Regions from separate parts of the Macaca mulatta genome. Here region 2 is linked to region 1. Evidence: chromatin contacts called from public Hi-C data. All regions are on one chromosome and are shown on one strand. The core of a region is the stretch at or near the end of the contact, and the rest is flanking DNA. Distances in the headings are between cores, read along the strand shown.

Region 1 (6,561 bases), core at 2,470-4,969:
ACCCCCATCTCTGCCTCTTCTCTCCTGTTGGGCTCTCGCTCTCTCCTCCCTCCTCTGTGTCTCTGGACCCCCGCTCCAGCCAGACCTGGTTCACATTCAGATGGCTGCAAAGGTACTTCCGCCCCTCCCCGCTCCCACCCAGGCCCAGGGGACCCAACCACGCCGGGAGCTCCTCCTGCCCCTTCCCCATCACCCGCCCCCCCCCCTTTTCCTCACTTTCGCATAGAAGTGCCCTGGGCATCGGGGCTCTGCCACCTCACCCCCTCTGACAGGGCTCACTGTGTGACTTTGGGCAAGTCCCAGCCCCCTCTGGCCTCAGTTTCCCCCTGCAGATGGGTAGGCTGGAGGAGGGGGCCTGTAGTTTTCAACTGAGGAGCCCTTTAGGTGTGACCCGTGATTTGGGACAGAGGCAAGCCTTGCTCTCGTTTGCAGGGTTGGGGCCTGGATGGTCACTGGGTCCCAGAAGGGCCCTGCTTGCCTCCACCCAGGTCTCACCAGCTCCCAGGAGCAGGCTTCCGAATCTCAGAGCATGGGGACACTTTCAAGTCTCACTTGACTTTCTCTCAGGCAGGAGTCTCTTCTATTACAACCTTGCTTGCCCGCAGAGACAGGGGGCTCCCTCCCTCCCTCCCAAGGCAGCTCTCCTCATCTTGAGATGTCTTGGTACATCTGAAAGGAAGCGACTTTCTTCCTGTCCCGGGACTCCTCCCCTGTGGATTTGAGCCTCAGATGACTAAGGCCAGTCCTGCCCTGGTCCTAGACAAAGTCCATCTGATCCAGCTTCGGCAGAAAGGCGTCTGGGCCAGGGAGGGGAGGAGTTCCAGGCCAGCTGGACCTGGCATGCTGCGGGGACTCATGCTGGCCCCACCACCTCCCTGGGCCTCCCTCAGCCACTAGAGCCCTGAGCACAGCACCTAGGAGGATGGTGGGTGCTGGGCTTGTGGCTGACGGCTCCTTTCTCCTTTTCTCCCTCCTTCTGTCCCTGCTCAGAGAGGGAGACTGGTGGCTGGCCCACTCGCTCAGCACGGGACAGACAGGCTACATTCCCAGCAACTACGTGGCGCCCTCCGACTCCATCCAGGCCGAGGAGTGAGTACTGTCTCTGGCTGCCTCTACCCGTCGTCCCTGGACACTGCCGGTGCAGAGCACCTCTCCTGGGCTGGGGTGGGAGGTCTGGCTGCCCAGCGCCCCAGCCATATCCAGGGAGAAGTGCTATGAGTGGGCAGAAGCCCGGACAGTCAGCAACATCCTCCGTCCTCCCACTCCCAGGTGGTATTTTGGCAAGATCACCAGACGGGAGTCAGAGCGGTTACTGCTCAATGCGGAGAACCCGAGAGGGACCTTCCTCGTGCGAGAAAGTGAGACCACAAAAGGTACGAGCACTCTCGTTGGCCAATGGATACTGAGTCTTCTGTGAGTGGTTTGAGCTGAGTGTTGAGGAATGAGCAGGAGTTTGGTTTGTGGAGTAGGGAGGGAAGAGCCTTCCAGGTGGAGGTAACGGCAGGATCAAAGTCAGGGAGGTGCATTTGAGGAACGCTGAGTAACCTGCGGTGGCCAGATGTCCAGAGAAAGATGAGGCTTAGCCTCTCTGGCCTCAGTTTTCTCAAATGAAAGATGGGCATAGGTTGTCTGGAGGTTTTTCTGAGTGTCACACAGTAACAGGCTTGTTCCCAGGGTAGGTGCTGCTACAAAGAGCCCTGCTTCTTCCCCTTCCCCAGGGGTCCCTGGGCTGCACTGGATTCTGGAGGCTGGCTTTGCCCTCCCCCAACCGCAGTCCTGATCCCTGCCCCTCTCATGTCCCTCCCCTGAGCCAGAGAATGAAGACCATCCCCTTTCTCTCCAGCCCCTCTGAGAGTGGGTTGCAGGCGCCCATCACCATGGCAACCAAGCTGGGCTGCTTCCTGTGGGCCTGGGGCTCAGCGGGAGATGGGGAGCAGAGCATCCATGTCGAGCCGTGCATTTACGTACAGTTGTGCGGCCGTGTGCGGGTGTGCATGCTGTGTGTACGTCTGGGCGTGTGTGTGTGTGTGCATGTGGGGTGGAATTGTCTGTGTGTCGCTGTGTGGGAATGGACTGTTGTGGTTTGTCTGGTGCCCGAGGGCCTGGGGAGCGTGTACCTGTATGAGCATGTGGCCACTGGGCACGGGCATGCCTGTATGTGTATGCACATATGGCCAGGGTTGGCTTCAGTCTCAGGCCTGTGGCTTCCACATGCACCAGCCAGGCCGTCCGTAGAAAATCACGGTCGCCCAAGGCAGGTTTTGAGTCCTCGGGTGTGGGTTTGAGCCCCAGCCCTGTCTCTGGCTTGCCGGGTGACCCCAGGCTGGCCACTCACCTCTCTGGACCTCATTTCTTCTGTACGCTGGGATCATAACCTCCTCCTGAAGATTGCAAAGGGGAGGTCTGTGGGCTAGGAGGGCTGGGCTTCCCCCATGCCTATGCACTGCCTGGCCAGGCTCCTGGGAAGGTGGTTCCTGGCCGCTGGAGCCTCTGCCCTTGCCTCCAGGGCTCAGCCTTGTTCCCTGATGCCATTTGGGCGTCTCTTGGCCTCTGGTGCTACCTGGGCCTGCTGGATGGGAGGAAACTTTTCTGGCCAAAAGCTTTTCTAGGCTCAAGAGAAAGAGGGGAGGCACCAGGGCTGGCCCTGCTTGACCCAGGCAGCCTTCAGGCCACACCCAGCCAGTGGTCTCCTGCCCACGACAGCCAGCCTCTGCCAACCACCCCCTCCCGCCTGACCCTGGGCCTGTCTTCAGAAAGGAGGTGGGGGGGGGACACGGACAGTGCCCCCGTGAGCCGATCCAGAGAGGGAAAGCAGTTAGGCCAGGGCCACACAGCAACAGGGAGCCACTCACAGGCTCCCAGCAAACAGTTATTGAGTGCCTACTGTGTGCCTGGCCCTTTTATATGTGGTGGCATGGAATCTCCCCAGCAGCCCTGGGAGCACCCGCATTGTGCAGAGGAGGAAACTGAGGCCCAGAGAGAGCCAGCAACCCCTCCAAGTTCCATAGCTAGGATGCCCACCTGAGATATGGGGGTCTTGCTGGGGCCAAGGGTGCGTGGCAGGACGTTCCAATCAAGTGTCTCTTGGGTCCCTTGGCCCTACCTCTGTGGCTGCCCCGGGGCTGGCTGTTGAGAGACAGGGTGGGCCGGGGGCCCCGCCTGGGCCTCCCTTCCCTCCAATGTCAGGCAGGCACAGAACGGTGTCCAGAGCAGCGCTGAGTGCTGCGGCCTGCGGGAGAGAGGGCGTGGCGGTCACGGCTCCCCTCTGTGCCCCGCAGGTGCCTACTGCCTCTCAGTGTCCGACTTCGACAACGCCAAGGGCCTCAACGTGAAGCACTACAAGATCCGCAAGCTGGACAGCGGCGGCTTCTACATCACCTCCCGCACCCAGTTCAACAGCCTGCAGCAGCTGGTGGCCTACTACTCCAGTGAGCCAGCCTCGGAGGGCGGGGGGGGCAGAGCCTCAGCTGCAGACCCTGGGGAGGGGCTTTGGAGCCTAGAAGGGTGGGGTCTTCTGTTATCCTGTGATGCCAGGTTTCCTGCTCCCCTCCCCACTTTCTCCCTCCCCCTTCCCTTCCTCTCTCCTCCGTTTTCCCTACTTTCCTCCGTCTCCTTCTTCTTCCTCTTCTTTCCCCCGACCCGCTCCTCCCAGTCCCCGTCTCTCCCTGCTCCTGCTCTGCAGCTGGCTGGTATGGAGGGGGCTGCCCTGAGGAGCCCAAGAGTGAGCTGGAAGGGAGGGGACGGAGGCTGGTGTCGTTTGTCTATGTAGCCCTAGGACCGGTCTGAACCGGTTGCTGGGAGAGGAGGAGGGGGCGGCCAGATCGATTGCAGCAGAGACGGAGAGAGCGGCAGAGGGAGCTCGCGGGGCTTGCGTGCTGGGTGAGGGCTCGGGCGTGGGCGCAGTGCTGTAGCCCACCCACCTGGGCGTCTGGAGCTGACTGCAGTGTCGGGGCCTGTGGGTGCCTATGGGTGCCTGTGTGCCCATGTGTCTGTGGCACGCGTGGCCTCTGTGTGCAGGTGTTCGTCCACTTCCCACCCCAAGTCTCCTCCTCCTCTCAGCTCGGCCTCCTGACTTCCTCTGGGATCACCCACCATGCTCTTGTCTCTTTGGCCACCGCTGTGTGGCTCATGCTGAACCCCGTTCCCTCAGATCAGAACTCTCCAGGGGCTGTCTTGGAATCTTGGGATAAAGACCCCCACCAGCCCCCGAGTGGTCTAATCCCAGCTGCCTCCCCACCTCCGCCTGGTGCCGCCCTTCCCCACCTGCTCCCTGCAGCTCCTTTTGCCTCTGCTTCTTCAGCCCTGCAGCTATTCTTTCCTCAGAGCCTTTGCTCTGGCTGTGCCCCTGCCTGGAGGGCTCTTCCCTGCTTAACCCCTCACCCTCCTGCACATCCAAGCTCAGTTGCTGCTTCCTCCAGGAAGCCTCCCAGGACCCTCCTGCTGTTGCGCGAACAGCTCTCCTCCAGTCACATTCATGTCTGTGGTCCTGGGAGGTGATTAGGGAATTGAGGCTCCTCCCTGGACTCCGAGTTCCTGAGGGTAGATTCCCTGGACTTGTTCCCCGCAGGGTCCCTGGCACCCCCTACTGTCTGCTGAATGACTGACTCAGCAGATGCATAAAGCATTGTGGGCCTGTGTGGGGGTGGGACTGTGTGCACATAGATGTAGATGCCTGGCTTTGAGGGTGCCCTGGGTGTCTCCTGAAATCTGCGTGCATCTGGCATGTAGGGTGACACACACTGAGGGGCAGGGAGGCCCCAGGGCAGAAGCCCCCCCTAACTGCTCCTCTTGCCTCCTCCTCAGAACACGCCGATGGCCTGTGCCACCGCCTCACCACTGTGTGCCCCACATCCAAGCCTCAGACTCAGGGCCTCGCCAAGGATGCCTGGGAGATCCCTCGGGAGTCGCTGCGGCTGGAGGTCAAGCTGGGCCAGGGCTGCTTTGGCGAGGTGTGGATGGGTAAGGCCTGGCCCCTGCCCTCGGGAGAGGCATCCATCCCCCACCCCGTGTGGCAGCTCTGGGCTCTGTTGGTCCCTTTGCCTTTAGCTGCCTCTGCTGGACGACGGGGCCCTGTTGTAAATCTGGAGCCCCCCAGCGGTGGCTGGCACCGAGTTGGGATGTGGCCCCCCAAGTGCTGTGCCCCAGACCGTGTAAACCATAGCACCTGATTCCAAGATCCGCACAGGGCTGGGCATTGCACAGACCTGCTGTGTAGGCTGGGCCCGGTGGCCTCACTCGGAGTCTCAGTCTTCCTGACTATGAATGGGGCTGGTGACAGTGGGACCTATGGGAGGCTGTGGAGGCCCTGGCCCAGTGCATTGTCCACACACCAGCTGTTAGCCATGGAGAGAGAAGCCTGGCTCGTGGGAGGAGGTGCTGGGAAGCTTAGTTCTGGCATGGTCTGAGCCTGTTAGTGATTTCCTGTCTAACCCTGGAGAAACAGCAAAGCATAAGAACCGTGCAGCCCTGACAAAACCCAGGCCCCTTGTCCACCGGTTGCTTTCTGCTCACACAGAGGGACCAGAGGCCAGGGTGGAGGTGGGACAGCACTTGTAAGCCCGTAAGCCCATGGTGCTAGCGGGGATCACGGTGTGCTGTTTTCAAGGTGGTTTCATCTGAGCCGCATCTCCGCTCAGTCCCACTGCCTCCACTCTCCACCCTCCAGAGTCCTGATGGAGGACAGCAGAGAGGCCTCCTGGGTGGAAGGCACTGCAGGGACAGAGGCCTGGAGGCTGGAGGTCAGGCCGTCTGGAAGGGGGAGGCGTGGGCTTTGAGCTGGTGAGAGGGGAGAGGGGTGAGAAGCCAGGGTGTGAGCACAGCCACAAAGTGAGGACTTGAGCGAAACCTGGGTGAATGCACAGCGTCAGCCATTCTGGTGGCTGCAAAACTCATTTCTGGCTTCGGTGAGTGGTGATGACCCTGGGAAGGGCCTCACTTCCTCCCTGGGTGCTCCAGGTCGACTCATGAAGTGCCACATGCAGATGGCTTGAGCCAGGAGGACCACAGAGGTGGGCCTGAGCCCTAACCCTCGGAGAGAGGCCCAGTGACTGGGAGGAATGGGCCCAAGGTCACACAGCAAAGGAACCTTGAGTCCTGCTGGCACAAGAACCTGGATTAAACATGCTGGTCTAGAATACAGCTTCCCCCAGAGCCCCCAGTTAGAAAAGCAGATAGTAGTGAAACGATAACCGCATTACTTACTGAGCCCTCACGGTGGGGCTGGCCCAGTGGTTAAAATCTCATTCAGTCCTCAAACAGCTCCACCAATAGACACTGTGGAATCCCCATTTTCCAGATGAGATAACTGAGGCTTAGAGAGGGGAACTGACTCTCCCATTGTCTCTCTGCTGGCTGGAGGTGAAGGTGGGAGTCAGGCTCTGGCCAGCCTGACCCCCAAACCCTCATGCTTAGGACAGTGTCTCACTTTTTGGGATGGGTGGGCTCCAGAGGTGACCTCTTGTTCTGGCAGCAGCCTCCGCAGTCCTTGGGCCAGCTCCACGTCACCCCTGGCCTCCACCAGTACATATTGCATGCTAACACATGAGGCACGTTCAAAGTCCT
Region 2 (6,561 bases), core at 1,534-4,033, 130 kb after region 1:
CTTAGGCTGGGTGGCTATAGCTGCTACCATAGCCTGAAGGTGAGGCAGGTCTCCTCTCACCCCAGTGTGACTCATCAGCAGGCAATGCCCACACCTCCTCCCTTCTGAACCCCTATCTTGGCAGGCCTCAGAACTGGGAGTTTCTGTGGTTTTCCACACTAAACCCACAGAATCATGAACATACCAACATGTGTTCTCAATGAAGGCTAACCCTCCCTTTGGAGCTTTTGAGGGGTATGCCCATAGCCCCACTGCCCCTGATGCTCTAACCTTAGCCCAAGGGACAAGGTAGATTTCAGGGAGGTGGACCAAAGCAGCATGGTAAGAGCTGGCTGCTCTGGACACAGCACCTCCTGTGCCCCCACTTAGAAGACAAGAGGCTGCTTGTAGCCCCAGAGTTTTCCATATCATCTTGGCAAAGCCCTTTTCCTCCATCCATCCATCAGCAGGGTTGTGAGTGTGACAAGGTGAGATGACAGATTTCCAGGCAAGGGCTGCCCTGGTGGCCTGCACCTGCATGTGTGGGCTTCAATGTGCAATGTCCACTCCCCGTTTGCATCCTCCACCCACAAAACCTCATGTTCTGGCAGCAAACAACCCACCAGAGAAGACAATGCATTCACTTTCCATCCAGTGCAATGCCAAGCAATGCTTAGATGGTCCAAACACACCTTGTTTATAAAATTTTTTCCACAAACTATACCATTAAACATTTTATTCTGATAGAGAGCAATGGGAAGAATTGAAAATGCCTAGTATTTTATTGCACAGCCCTTAGTCACAGTGCTGAATGCCCCCTTTGCCTAAACTGTCATTGCTCCCAGAAGATTTTGCCCCCCACAAGGCCAAGGACAGAGCAGATCAATTGGGAAGGAGTTGAGAATGGCTCTGTGGGACCCCAGCAACAGGTGAGAGACCCTTGAGACTAATGCTCCAGGATGTTAAGTTTCTTAGCCTAACCAGCTGAAGTCCAGAGGTGGCAGGTTTAGGTACCATGACTTTTAGGGGTACAGGGTGCTATGTGACACTGTTACCTTTATCTGTGGAATATTTGCATTGTCAGTGAACGAAGGAATGTCTGCTGTCAGGGAAGGGCAGGGGCAAGTTCCTTGAGCTTGGGCAACAGATAACTGTTGGATCGGGGAGCAGGTCTGCTGTGAGTCATTTACTAGATATCTATTTTGAAATGTGTATCTCCTCAGGAGCCAACACCCCAAAGGGAGATTCTGAATTTGCAGTTAACTCCCTCTCCCCCGCGCCCCCACCAGAGATTTAAACGTGTGCACTCATGCACATACACAAAACACTAGTCAAACAACAATCTCTTTTCCCTTGGTGACCTCTGACTTCCTCTATATGCCCCAGAGACATGTTGTCACCATCTTCCCTGGGAATGATCCTGTTTATCCTCCCCTCCCCCACTTGCCCTCCCACAGGGCCCATGCCCCAGCAGGATCCAGATTCCTGAGCATTTCCAGAGCAGGAAGTCAGAGAGGCAGGCAACGCATGGTTCTTGGTATATCGCACAGGGACAGGCTTGAAATGGAATGCATGTGTTTCAAAGATAGGAGAACAACAACAAAAAAAGACAGCCTAACCCAGATTCCTCTTTGAAACAACATATTACAGATTAAAGGTTAAACTGGTTTTGGCAGCAACTCTAATAAGACCAATTTCAGATATGGAATTGACCTGGTCACTGGAAACCGACCAGGCTTCCCGTGATCAAATCTTTTAACAGATTTGCTTGACATTAATTAGTCTCTGATTTAAAACAAACAAGCAAACAAGATCTAACACTTTGGGCATTAGCACTTAAACTGGAACTTTTTTTTGGTCCCAGCTTTGGTGTTGCCGTCCAGAAGGCTGACGGGATGACTGGACCATGTCAGGCAAGGCAGAGAAGCCGTCCCCAACACACCAGTTCCCTGAAAGGGATAAAGACGATCCAAACCTATAAAGAGAAAGGCTGTTTCTTTCCGAGGACAGACCCCAGTCTCCCAACATTTAGCGCTGAAATGGGACACGAAGACCTGGAAGGAAACTAAAGGAGATTTGGAAAGGGGAAGGAAAAAGCAACTGTCTCCCATCCCCCATGCTTCCTTTCCAGGACATTAGTGTGCCAGGCATTCCGTTCTTTCAGCTGCCCTTGAGGGCCACTCCCCACGTCTATAGAAGGAAAACGAAGGGGTGTCCACCCTTAGATGTAAAGTTGGAGGGAGTAAGAAGCGCCCGCGACTCTTAGCAGAGCGTCAACCTATCACCCCAGACACCTAAGCGGGGCCTCGAGCGGGAGACCCTCTCTCCCCTCACCCCCACGTCCCCCGCCCCGGCCAAAAAAAAGCAACTAAAGTAACTACACTGATGGGGACAGAGTGACAGGCCTCTCACAAGCTGGGCACCCTGCGTGGAACCCGGGGCCGCAGAGATGGTGGTCGCGCTCCCCAGCCCCGTGCCCCGGCTCTGCCTGCCTCATCCTGCAAGGACACTGACCTTGGACAAGGCCGGAGCGAGCACCCAGGAGTACTGTGACCACCCCCGGGCTGGAAAGGGACCCCCAAGGCCCAGGTTAGGTCCAATCACAGCAATCACCTGAAGCCGGACAGGGGCGCCCTCCCTTCCCGGGGGTATGCGGATGGAAAACCCCAGTGACGGGGACCGGGCGACGCCTAAGGTGACCCAGAAGGGACAATATGGCGGCGCGGCCGCATGGAGGGCCTCTCATCCCGCCCCAAGCAGGTTGACGCCACGGTACCTGCAAGCCCTGCCATGGCGCCGCCGCCACTGTCGCCGTCTGCCGCAGCCTGCCTCCACCTCAGCTCGCCACGGACGCCGCAGGAAGCCGGGGAGACGCCCCCTTCGTCTTCTAGTGGAGCCGGCCGAGGACCCATCCTGGAATCGGGCTGCCTACCACAGACGCCTGATCACACGGCCCGAAGAGGGGAGCTCACCCTCGCCCCATCTCCCCTAAATATCAGCCACAGGCCACCTTTGAGTCCTTTGTACGCACTTTTACAAAATTCTGGGAGCGCCGAGGTCCTCAAGCCCTAATAATTTTTATCAGGCGCAGTGTGGACAGCCCCGAAGCGCTGCCGGGTCCCCTCATGCATATGCAGCAAATTGTGATCTTTACTTCGTGAGCGCGGGGCGGGCCGGGTTGTGTTCCTCTGGGTGAACCCGCTTAGTTCTTCCCCGCGCGGACGGTCCGGGGACTCGGGGAAAACCTTCTCGTGGCTCAAAGTCCACCCCCTCCCTAGCGTTTCATCATGCAGCCAGGGCTCAGGAGCTGAGAGAGCCGGGCTCAGAACTTGGAACTGCCTTGGGTCAGGCCCCGGCTCCCCAACTTGCCCAGTATCTTGGGCGAGGGAGCCTCTCCCCCGCCCCTACCCGGCTTCTGATGAAATGCCCACCTTACGGCTTTTATGGGGCTTGAATGAGTTCGTGTAGTCATTTATTAGCTAATTAAGCGTATTCCTTGGGCGCTTACTGTACCCAAGCTCAGTGCTAAGGGCAAGTAGAGTGGGTGTCCTGGGTCTGTTCCTGACCTCAAGGCGCTGCCAGTCTAATGGCGGGTAGGCGGGGAGACAGTCATATAATCACTGTATATTAGTGACTTGAATCAATACATAATTACACATCATGGGAAGTGCTGTGAGAAGAAGTAGAGAGTGTTAGGAGAAATTAATGGAGTCCTAATGTAGGGAGAGGGTGGAACCTCTTTGGGAAGATGGCATTTAGGTTGAGAAACCAAGGACGATTAGGGCAAGAGTGAGAGGGGAAGATGGCATTTAGGTTGAGAAACCAAGGACGATTAGGGCAAGAGTGAGAGGGGAAATGTTCTAGACAGAAAGAACATTTGTCCCAGATGTGGAGCTGGGAAGGGGCAGGGTTAGGGTGAGGTGAGCACCAAAGAAGACAGGTCAGCTGTATACTGTATTTGGCTTTTCTCTTGAGAGTTAGGGGAAGCCATTTTCATCAGGAAAAGGATAGCAAATTTGGATTTCTGAAAGGCCACCCAGACCGCATGGCTTGGAAAGCACTCAGGAGTGGGTGTAGGCAGACCAGTTAGGAGGTGGTTGCAGCTTTCCAGACAAAAGCTAATGCTGACTCAGACAGGGTGGTGGCTTGGGGAGGTGAAGGAAAGGATGGAAGACTGGACGTGGGTGGATGTGGAGGCATTGGCAATAACTCCTCACTGGGTTTTAGCCTTGAGTAAATGAAAGGGTAAAAGAGTCCTTGGCCAAGACAATGAAGGCTGAAAGAGGAATAGACTGAGGGGGAAGATCACATTCGGCTTTGAGAAGTTAGGTTTGAAATGCCTGGGCAACATGCAGGCAGAGAGGGTGAGTAGGCAGGTTTATGTGACACAGGAGCTCTGAACGGAGTCTGGGGCTGGAAATACATATTTAGGGGCCATCAACACAGAGGTCATGGTGCTGGGTTAGAACTCAAGGGAAAGAAGGTGGAGAGAAAAGTGGGCAGAAGAGGAGGATCCAGGAAAGGAGACTGAGAGGCAGTGGCCAGTGGGGTAGAAAGAGGACCAAGTGAGTGTGGGTCCTAGAGAGGAGGTTTCAGGAAGGAGGGAGTGCTCAGTGGGACTGATGCTGTAGAGGACAGAAATGGAGTGGTAGGGGTTTGGGAATAAAGGTTGGTGGACTGTATCTTTTATGTTGCAAGTTAAACACACAACTACATCAATTGGCTTTAAAAAGTAGTCTGTCACTCAGTGGCTAGGCAGTGTCAGCAAGGCCCGAGGTTCATTTTATCTTCTGTCCTTGTGCTGGTTTCACGCTCATGGTCACAAGATGGCTATCCACTTCCTGGGGTCACATCCAAAGCAAGGAGATGTCCATTTCTCCTCTAGCTGAGACTCCAACAGGCCTGAATGTGGCCTCCCACCATCCTGCTGCTTACAGGCTAAAGGGTCAATGCATCCATGGCAGCCACACCCAGTATCCAACACTGAATGACAAGAGGAGTCTTGTAGTGGAAGCCCTTGTTCAGAAAAAGAGAAAGCTGGCTTTGCGGATGCCGCCAGGATCCCCATACTATTAGCCACGTCCACCGTGTTGTTCGACATCACTGTCAACGGCGAGCCCTTGGGCTGCTTCTCCTTCAAGCTGTTTGCAGACGAAATTCCAAAGACAGCAGAAAACTTACATGCTCTGAGCACTGGAGAGAAAGGATTTGGTTATAAGGCTTCCTGCTGTCACCGAATTATTCCAGGGTTTATATGTCAGGGTGGTGACTTCACATGCCATAATGGCACTGGTGGCAAGTCCATCTATGAGGAGAAATTTGATGATGAGAACTTCATCCTAAAGCATACAGGTCCTGGCATCTTGTCCATGGCAAATGCTGGACCCAACACAAAAGGTTCCCAGTTTATCATCTGCACTGCCAAGACTGAGTGGTTGGATGGCAAGCATGTGGTCTTTGGCAAGGTGAAAGAAGGCATGAAGATTATGGAGGCCATGGAGCACTTTGGGTCCAGGAATGGCAAGACCAGCAAGAAGATCACCATTGCTGACTGTGGACAACTCCAATAAGTTTGACTTGTGTTTTATCTTCACCACCAGACCATTCCTTCTGTAGCTCAGGAGAGCACCCTCCTATTTGCTTGCAGTATCCTAGAATCTTTGTGCTCTCACTGCAGTTCCCTTTGGGTTTCATGTTTTCTTTGTTCCCTTCCATGCCTAGGTGGATTGCAGAGTTTTTGATTATGAAATAAAAACTAAATAACAACAACAAAAAAAGAGAGCTGAATGTTGAGAGGCTATGGAGCAACAAATTCTTGCACAGTGCTGACAGCAGAGGAAATTGGTACAGCTCCTTTGGAAACTGATAGTATCTACAAAATCTAAACATACACCTATGCTGTGATCTAGGATTTCCACTCCTAGGTATATACCCGAGAGAAATGAGTGCCTATGTCTACATGAAGACTTGTGCAAGAATGTTCATAGCAGACTTATTCATAGCTCAAATTAGAAATGGTTCAATGTCCATCACTGGAGAATGGATAAATTGTGGCATGTTCATGCAATGGAATACTGTGTTTTATGTATAAAAGAGCAAACTACTGTTACATGTAATAACACCAATTAATCTCACATATAGTATGTGGACTAAAAGAAGCCAGATACAAAACAGTATATGCCATATTAATCCATTCATGTAAAGCTCAACTAATCTATAGGGTTAGAAATCAAAATGGCAGTTATCTGGGTCAGGTCGCGAGTAGGGATGGGAAAGGAGCAAGAGGAGCTTTTCTGGCGTGCTGGAAGGATTATATCTTCTTCTGGCTGGTGATTACATAAGTGAAAATTCAAGTAAAAATTCACCATAAGACTAGGGGAGGCGGAGGCTGCAGTGAGCCAAGATCATGCCACTGCTCTCCAGCCTGGGTGACAGAATGAGACCCTGTCTTGCGGGGAGAATGGGGGGGGGGAGTGCGGGGAAGAAAGAAAAAAGACTGGGGGCTTTATGTACTTTATGTATGTTCTAACTCAAGAAAAATAGAAGAAAGGGGCCAGGAGTGGTGGCTCACTCCTGTAATCC

Evidence for each region. A called contact is a pair of places that touch in the nucleus more often than the background predicts.
Region 2: a contact with region 1 is called in a Hi-C map of fetal cortex germinal zone, with 4 times the contacts expected there. The contact joins the promoter of BLCAP here to the enhancer-like site in region 1. A contact is called at or near these places in 4 of 14 Hi-C or Micro-C datasets (blood, fetal cortex germinal zone, fibroblasts and 1 more).

The regions. Positions count from the first base shown.
Region 1 is chr10:90,250,727-90,257,287 of T2T-MMU8v2.0, forward strand. It overlaps SRC (SRC proto-oncogene, non-receptor tyrosine kinase), which reads left to right. Exons shown (of 13, transcript NM_001261334.1): 5 at 991-1,089; 6 at 1,270-1,373; 7 at 3,279-3,428; 8 at 4,804-4,959. Among named protein-coding and RNA genes, the nearest start is that of SRC, 29 kb to the left of the region's middle. Within about 2 kb of position 3,720, at least 8 of the 40 cell types and tissues checked have an H3K27ac peak or open chromatin away from gene starts, as enhancers often do. A contact at or near this core is called in fetal cortex germinal zone, where this site is marked.
Region 2 is chr10:90,383,400-90,389,960 of T2T-MMU8v2.0, forward strand. It overlaps BLCAP (BLCAP apoptosis inducing factor), which reads right to left and starts at 2,784. Exons shown (of 2, transcript NM_001190863.1): 1 at 2,756-2,784. It overlaps LOC144332147 (a long non-coding RNA gene), which reads left to right and starts at 3,151. Exons shown (of 2, transcript XR_013399921.1): 1 at 3,151-3,738; 2 at 3,793-5,756.